Regions from separate parts of the Mus musculus genome. Here all the other regions are linked to region 2. A link is a contact called in public Hi-C and HiChIP or PLAC-seq data. All regions are on one chromosome and are shown on one strand. The core of a region is the stretch at or near the end of the contact, and the rest is flanking DNA. Distances in the headings are between cores, read along the strand shown. Region 1 has its middle 18 kb from the start of Gm33290. Region 2 holds the start of Slc17a6 (solute carrier family 17 (sodium-dependent inorganic phosphate cotransporter), member 6). Region 3 has its middle 30 kb from the start of Fancf.

What was found. Hi-C and Micro-C count contacts between places; a contact is called where the count stands out from the background. HiChIP or PLAC-seq counts read pairs in DNA pulled down with a chosen protein or histone mark.
Region 1: a contact with region 2 is called in a Hi-C map of cerebellum, with 1.9 times the contacts expected there. The contact joins the enhancer-like site here to the promoter of Slc17a6 in region 2. A contact is called at or near these places in 13 of 39 promoter capture datasets (the 3T3-L1 cell line, 3T3-L1-derived adipocytes, the C10 cell line and 9 more), 9 of 484 Hi-C or Micro-C datasets (3T3-L1-derived adipocytes, the AML12 cell line, Th1 cells and 5 more), 12 of 115 datasets of contacts at active chromatin or transcription factors (astrocytes, craniofacial prominence, embryonic basal ganglia and 9 more) and 3 of 9 other capture datasets (adipose tissue, liver and pancreatic islet).
Region 3: a contact with region 2 is called in an H3K4me3 HiChIP or PLAC-seq map of embryonic forebrain, with 7 times the contacts expected there. The contact joins the enhancer-like site here to the promoter of Slc17a6 in region 2. A contact is called at or near these places in 20 of 39 promoter capture datasets (the 3T3-L1 cell line, 3T3-L1-derived adipocytes, the C10 cell line and 11 more), 17 of 484 Hi-C or Micro-C datasets (the 63-12 cell line, the C2C12 cell line, CD8 T cells and 12 more), 8 of 115 datasets of contacts at active chromatin or transcription factors (embryonic basal ganglia, embryonic forebrain, embryonic hindbrain and 5 more) and 3 of 9 other capture datasets (adipose tissue, liver and pancreatic islet).

What each region holds. Positions count from the first base shown.
Region 1 is chr7:51,790,125-51,792,824 of GRCm38.p6, forward strand. No RefSeq gene overlaps it. Among named protein-coding and RNA genes, the nearest start is that of Gm33290, 18 kb to the left of the region's middle. Within about 2 kb of position 1,342, at least 19 of the 459 cell types and tissues checked have an H3K27ac peak or open chromatin away from gene starts, as enhancers often do. A contact at or near this core is called in cerebellum, where this site is marked.
Region 2 is chr7:51,620,575-51,623,274 of GRCm38.p6, forward strand. Slc17a6 (solute carrier family 17 (sodium-dependent inorganic phosphate cotransporter), member 6) reads left to right here and starts at 1,256. Exons shown (of 12, transcript NM_080853.3): 1 at 1,256-2,146. The coding sequence starts at 2,061. It overlaps Gm33136 (a long non-coding RNA gene), which reads right to left. Exons shown (of 4, transcript XR_003946771.1): 1 at 2,173-2,700; 2 at 1,534-1,660.
Region 3 is chr7:51,830,798-51,833,497 of GRCm38.p6, forward strand. No RefSeq gene overlaps it. Among named protein-coding and RNA genes, the nearest start is that of Fancf, 30 kb to the right of the region's middle. Within about 2 kb of position 1,279, at least 35 of the 459 cell types and tissues checked have an H3K27ac peak or open chromatin away from gene starts, as enhancers often do. A contact at or near this core is called in the C2C12 cell line, cerebellum, embryonic basal ganglia and 2 more, where this site is marked.

The DNA.
Region 1 (2,700 bases), core at 92-2,591, 170 kb after region 2:
TTCTTTCTCAGAAGAGAAGGAGCTAAGGTGATATACTTAGGAGCTGGAACCAAGCATAAAGATGGGAGAGGGTGGGATTCAACCTCTAATGAAGAAATAGATGAGATCTGGAACTTACCACTGGAAGGGAGATAAAGGCATTGGTCTACAACGGCTGCAGTTCAATTCCTGAAAGTCGTCATCCTCTAACTTAACATGTGTTCCATGGCACACGTGCACACACGTGCACATGCATGAATGCATACACATGCCCATATACACACACATGTTAGGTTTCTACCTATGACTTTCTTTCAAGAGCACTTCTCTCTTGGCCCAGATTTTAAAGTGTCTAAAGAACTAGCCTAAGAAGGTATTCACAGACTCAAAACAGATGTGCACATACATATAAACACACATATGTACACAAGAACATATGTACACATGAACATACTGGTATATGTGGACATACTGATATTCACATATATGCACACTTATGCATATGCATACACACAGGCTCACATGTAGACACACAACTACACATAAAACATATTATACACATATGCATATGTATACACAAACACACCCAATGGTGCACATACTTACACACAGATGCAGACAGACAGACAGACAGTCAGACAGACAGACACACACACACACACACACACACACACACACACACACACACTCAGCTCCAGATTTTCTCTGGCAGCATTTTGAACACAGCTGCTGGACCAGTTGCGAATGTTGACAATGGGAGAGGCGACACGGCAGACGGTCAGCACATTCACTCAAATGTCAGGCAGCCGAATCATTAACACAGTGCACTGCCCAATAACTTCCAGCTCCCTGCGGATGCGGCTGTGCAGGAATAATTACTTGGACATCACATGTACTTCATCACTTCCAAATTAGATTTTCCTAATCCACCGCTTTATTTTCGGAGTAATCTCATTAGTGCAGTGGTGTTTCTGCCTCCCCCACGTCTCAGAAGATTTATTGCCTTAGAGCAATAATAAGATTTAATGTTTATCGAAGGATGCATCGTTTTAAGATTCAGACAGAGGTGCTGGGGCTGTGCACATTCATCCCTTTTCTCTCTCGTCCTTCACACTTCAAGAAAGATTGCAGAGTATAAATCTCTATGTCTGTATCCTGGCTTTCCTTTATTGAAACACAAATAAAATCATATTAAAGGCTGCCACTGACTGCCTCAAACAAAAGGAGTCGTTGGCAGATTATTAGATAAAATTCTTCAACCTGTAAAAATGCAGCAAGGGAAGGGTTCTGATTTATTTACTTACTGGGTATTGCAGTGTGTGCATGTGTGTACACAGGGATGTGGGTGAGGTCACGGACTCTTGCATGCTCCAGTGGAAGACAGAGGATGAAGTTAGGTGTCTTCCTCCATCCCTCTCTATAGCTTATTCCTTCAGCCGTGATGTCTCACGGAAGCTGAAGGTTGCTATTTTGAATATACTAGCTGGTCAGTGAGCTCTGCAGCTCTCCCTTTCTCTGCCTTACCTCAGCATCCACAGCCCTGGGGTAAGAGATGCACACTCCACACCCAGCTTTTACGGAAGGGTTCAGAAGTGGACTCGGGTCCTCATGCTTACGCAGCAGGCACTTCCAGCTGAGCCCTAACCCTGCACACAGAAAAAAAATGAAAACAATGTCTAAATCTCAGTGGAAATGCTCTCCATTGTTAATAAAGTAAAATAAGTAAAATAAATATTCCTGGTGATTTTCCATCACTAATACAGATCCAGAGAAAGTGATGTTAAAGAATGCAGACCAATTTGTCTCTGTCCCAAAGACAATGGACTCTTCAGAGCTTCAAACTCAAAGATTATTTTTAGATACAAAAAAAATCTTGTCAGGATAAAAAAATAAAAACCACAAATACTTTCTTATACTCTGATAGAATGGAATGACATTATATAAAACAGTACAGTTCAATACAGTATGGTACGGTACGGTATGCATTGGTATGGTATGGTATGGTATGGAATGGTATGGTATGGTATGGAATGGTATGGTATGGTATGGTATGGTATGGTATGGAATGGAATGATATGGTATGGTATGGTATGGTATGGTATGGTATGGTATGGTATGGTATGGAATGATATGATGTATGGTATGGTATGGTATGGTATGGTATGGTATGGTATGGTATGATATAATATGGTATGGTATGCATTGGTATGATATGGTATGTTATGGTATGGTATGGTATGATATGGTATGGTAGAGTATTAAATGGAATATTATGATGATCTACAATATTTAAGGTAATGGTTTTCTTGTCAGAAATTTAACCTGTTGTTCAGATATATTCTGTCAGTGTGGCTCTGGAGAGTTGTTAACTGATAGCATTTGTATTCATTGTACTTGGGTGCTAGTTAGAGCTCTGTCCTGACAGAAGTGATATGTAGCTCTGAACGATTTAGCTTTGGATTCTGGGTCTTTCAGCAGTTAATTACCTGCTCTGGGAAGTTCTCAGGATTTCCTAGCAAGATACATGGGAAAATAATTAGATCTAGAATAAAAGATAAAAATCAGTATAAATGACAAGTGAGTAGATGTATCATACAGTATTAATTCTACACACACACACACACACACACACACACACACACACACACACACACACACCACACCACACACCGGAAAGATGGAGATAAATTGCAGATATAGACTGCAAAGGCTTACTGGCCC
Region 2 (2,700 bases), core at 6-2,505:
TATAACATTCACATAATGCATATGTCCCAAAATAACAGGAATGTAATCGTGGTATTCTTGCTCAACCATACTTCTTAATGAAATACAATTTTATAGGCTTTGGATTTGGATTTAACAATTGCAAAGGGTTTTAGCTATTTGTGATTTTTTTTCATCTCTCTATTTTAGGAAATTTTTTTCCACATATCATTTGAAATCGTCAGAGAACATTCTTATTTGACTCTGCACCGTACCTCTGGGATGTAATCCAATAGTCCCTATGTAAAACGCACTCCCCTGGTTGATTTAGCTAGCATCCAAGGTTTAACCTTGGGGATGTAGCTCAAGGACAGTCTGTTTCGTAAGCACTTGCCTGGACTGCATCTTAAGAGGGTTGTGGTCCATGCGAAATAACTCACATTAATTCAGCACAATTTAATTGTTTTGCTTAATGATATAGGTTCAATGGTATTATACACAACTAAGATGGAAAACCTTGTAGGACCATCTCTCAAAACCCAACAAGCAACAATGGCAAAAATAGCCTCCCTCTTAAGAAAAGGTGTCATAAGGAGGGAAAAATAAAATTTAAATAGAGTGTAAATATATTGAAATAAATTTTTAAAACATTATCAGTTACTCTTCGCTAACAAGCTTAGTTATAGGTACAAATTTTACCTGTAATTAGAAATAATTCAGTATTGTGTTGTGCATTAGTTAATTAAAGAAACTTAGAATTCCAAAGAATTCATTTCAGACTGCCTGTCCTTTATTCGGAAAGTGCACTAATGTTACAGCTGTCATTATCTCTCTGTCTCTCCTCCTTCTCTGTCCCACCTCTTTTTTTTTTTTTTTTTTTTTTGTCTCCTTCCATTTCTCTCTCTGCATCCTTTCTTGTTCGTCTTAGGGGTTGAATCAAATACACAAGCAATATTATTATGCATCTCATAAACATAAGCTTTATATCGGAGGGGAACCAGGTGTTCACCTGGATACCACACACCTAAAGTAGAAGCTTCTGCAGTGTTGCTTCTTCACCATGCTGTCAGAGCTAGTATGTACATGCTGGGCAACGGGTGGCCAAGCAGAGTAACTTGTCAGTGTTTAATAAAGCCCTCCTCCCTTGCAGAGCCAAATGCAGCTTTCCTCCTGAGAACTCTGCAGACGATGACATCTCCCTACTTGGTTTCCATAGCATCCGTTCCTGAAGAGCCCTAGAAAGGCCCTTGGTCAGGGCGATCCGCCCAGCTCCCCTAGGAAGTTGGCGAGCGGGTTAGCCAAAAGCAGCAGCCAAGGTTCCTTAGCTTCCTCTGTCCGTGGTCCTGAAATGCTAAACTGCGCCGCGCGCACTGACGGGAGCGGTCAGGTTTTATGGAAGGTCTCCCCCGGCGCTGCCTAAACCACAGCTGTGTGTCTGTTATTCACTCACGTTCGCAAAGATCAGCTAACATTCTCAGTCTTAATTCCACTCTGCCACTCTGCCGCAGAGCACAATTACGCCGGCGCGATGGGAGGAGACCATGTTAAGGCAGGAAGCTAACAGCAGCCGCTCACCTGAGGCCTAGGAAGCTCCCAAGGGTTCTGAGAGCTATGAGCTCTGATCAGCAAAGTCACCATTTTAGACAGTAGGGTTCTTTTGCTTTTTTCCTTACACAAGGGTTCGATGACGTTTCTGGTCAATCTGATTAAAAGACAGCGGATTTGATTGCGATAAGACTTCAAAACCGGGAATTTACGTTGTTTTTCGGTGAGGTGACTTCCAGAACAGGGACTCATCAGCACCCGCCCAAATACCACGGCACTGCGCGCGCCCTCGGCCACCGGATCCTCCCCTTCCAATGAGACTTTGTGACTGTGTGTACCAATTCTCCTATTAGGAAACCCGTGGGCTGCATGCAGCTATTCTGTTGTACTCTCTTTCTCGCCCTCCCTCCCCTCTCCAACTCACAGCCTTGCTGGAAAGCTCACCTCTGCTGAGAAGAAAAAGCTCTACCTTAACCAACTAAGACTATGCGCAGAATCCGTCTTTCATAGCCACAACAATTTAAATCTGGTAAGGCTGGACACCAGTCTTTACAAGAATGGAGTCGGTAAAACAAAGGATTTTGGCCCCGGGGAAAGAGGGGATAAAGAATTTTGCTGGAAAATCCCTCGGACAGATCTACAGGTAAGAGACTGCAACCCCATGCTTACCTGGGACTCATCTGGACAGAATCTGCAAAGCCATTTCTGAAAAGCTTGATTACTTAGAAAGATTGTAACATGGTGGGAAAGTCTTTTTGTTGCTCATTGCTGAAGCTAGGTTCCACTGGAAACCTGCTTATGAATGCAGGAATGTGACACTAAACGAACCTGTCGTGTGTGTGTGTGTGTGTGTGTGTGTGTGTGTGTGTGTGTGTGTGTGATTTTGTTTCATTACCTGGGGATTCTCATGTGCTCCAATTCAGTTCTTAATCCTCCTTTGCAATTCCAAAATGTTCGTTCAGCACCTGCTCATAAAGCCTGTCTTTGTTTTCTTATAGATTTCACAAATAAAATCCCTTTGATCCAAACAAGTGAATAACAAAAGCCAAAACCCTTTTTAAAAATAAACTTCAAAGACAAATGAAAGAAAAGGAATCTAGACCTTAGCTGCAAAAACATAGTGAAGAACTCTCCCATGGGAAATTCTGTATTGAATGAAACAGGATCAAAATATATCAATAATTGATCATTGATGTT
Region 3 (2,700 bases), core at 29-2,528, 210 kb after region 2:
CTTGGTAGTTCCTGAAGCTGAATAGAAAATATGTCCTCTTATATATTAGTGGGAATGGAAGCTGTCTCTTACTCTTTTTGCCTGCTTTGGGGACCCCTTTCCTCTTACTGGGTTGCCTCACCCAGTCTTAATATGAGGGGAAGTGTCTCTTCTTACTGCAACTTGATATGCCATGGTTGCGCTAATCCGAAGGGAAATGGAGGAGGAGCAGATGAGGAGAGAGGGGAGGAGGATGGGGAGAAGGAGAGACACTGGGTGGAGAGGAGAGAGGAAAAATTGTGGTTAGCATGTAATATATGAGACAAGACCCAGTTAAAAAATAAATTTAAAAGGAAATATATTGTCACTTTAAATAAATGCCAACATAGAAAATCTCCGAAGAGATAATTTGCTCCTAGCATATATTGGTTTTTTTTCCATTTTTTATTAGGTATTTAGCTCATTTACATTTCCAATGCTATCCCAAAAGTCCCCCATACCCTCCCCCCACTCCCCTACCCACCCACTCCCACTTTTTGGCCCTGGCGTTCCCCTGTACGGGGGCATATAAAGTTTGCATGTCCAATGGGCCTCTCTTTGCAGTGATGGCCGACTAGGCCATCTTTTAATACATATGCAGCTAGAGTCAAGAGCTCCGGGGTATATTGGCTTTTTAAGTCTAGGTTTCAAATCAGAATCCCAATAGCCTGACCGGCTTTGGGAAGAGCTGGTGTTTTGGTGGTTGAACACATTGTGAAGAGTTGGTGGTTACATGGGTGAACAGGCTTTGTGAAGAGCTGATGGCGAAGGGGTTGAAGGTTCAGCTCCCACGGAAGGCTTGGGTTAGTCAAACCATTCAGCTTCTGCGGCATTTAACAAGTAAAATAACTTCATTAAGTTTTTGGCTTATCTAGAAGGAAGGAATATTAATATCTATTTATGTGACTTCCCACGAATAAAATGTTGACTACAGGTGCCTTCAATTAATATGAGTAAGTGTCATAATCAGCAAATGGCTATTCCCACATAAAATCCCAATCACACTCCCACAAAAACAAAAGATACAGATTTCACAGCGGTCACACAGTAAAAACAATAGCTTAAATCTAAACTGTGCTTTAGATTCTTTAAGCACCGCTCCCTCTCTATGCCCATTAATAATAAAGCACACTTGTCTGCAGAGAATCTGCTAGTGAGACTGTGTCCAGCCATTGGTGGGAAACGGGTGAGCAGAGAGCCAGGCAAGCTCAGAGCCGACGGCCATTAGTGAGAAATAACAGATGGTGTCTCACTTTTTGCTATAGGCAAAGAGCCAAATGACATGACTAAATAGAAAGACGGCCCCAGAGGACAGCATTTGGTCTCCTACTGAGCACGGAGCCTGAAAGGCAGGGACATTTTTTAATAACCTTTCTCTGACAAGCTTAACGCTATTTAATGCCTAAACCTGTCATACCAACCCGGCCAGGAGAACAGGTCTCCAGGGAGAAACCCCACAGTGTGCAGTCCTAACTCCTCAGGAAAAGGCATAAATTGCACACACATAAAAAATATTATAGAACAAGGTCACCAACAAGAACTTTCCATTTAAATAAAAACAGCCATTGTCCTTCCTGGTAACCCTCTGGACCTAGTCCCCAGTCTACAAGGGAAAAAAAGCTAAGGTTCTGTCCAGTTGTAATTAAAATAAAATAGTAAGGGTGTTCTCTCTGCTTTGGCTGAAATTTGAGTCCAGTTTAATTAGAAGGAAATGCATCATGAATTATTATGTGCTGAAAGTCTACTGAAAATGAAAAAAATAAAAAATGAACTCATAATTCTTTACATATTGGGTTTTACATTTTCATCAAACCAAATGAAACAGCGAATACGACTCTAAACGGCTTCTGGAGTAAATTGATAGATCAGCAATCTTCATGATGAAAGTTCCTTATTATCCCGTGGTTGCAGTACTCAGCAGGTGTGAGCCGGCCTTCTGCAGAACACTATGGACCACAGCAAATTTACCTAATGAGTTATGTTGCTTTTCCAACAAAGTAGCAGAGCCTTGTTGTGGACACAGGTTAGATTCTCCCCAGAGTCCACGGCTCATTTTGCTGCAGCTGTTTAATTTTCTTGCCATCACCAAATCATCATGTTTTAATAACTCTCTACTTTTCTCTAGTCTTATATGAATGCAGGGTCACCGGAGAGGCTACTATGTTGAGTGGCTAGCTCGAGGTTCTGTGACTAACCCTAGGATCATGCAAGTGGTCACTCTGTCAACATGCCTCCTTTCTGCTGTAAGCAGTATGATTGCCATGTTAATGCCATTATTTTAGTGCAGGGTAGATGGAAAATGATCAGAAAAAATGTTTATATGGGGCTGAGGATGTGGTTCAGTTAGCAGCCTACCTGCCTAGCAGGCACAAAGCCCTAAGTTCCAACTGTAGTGACACTTGAACTGGTATGGTGGTACATACATATAATTGCAGCTCTAGGGGGCATAATGCAGAGGTTTCACGGTCATCATCATTGGCTATGCAGTAAATTACATGCTAGCCTGAGGTGCATGAGTCTCTAACTCAAAAAAAAAAAAAAACCAAACAAAAAACAAAAAACAAAATCATTGTTCAGATAAATAAATGTAAGCAAATACATAGCTTGCTTTTTAGTTTAGTTTAATTTAGAAACCTAAATGTTGTTTTTTTTTTTTTTAAAAAAATCATGTACACACCTGGA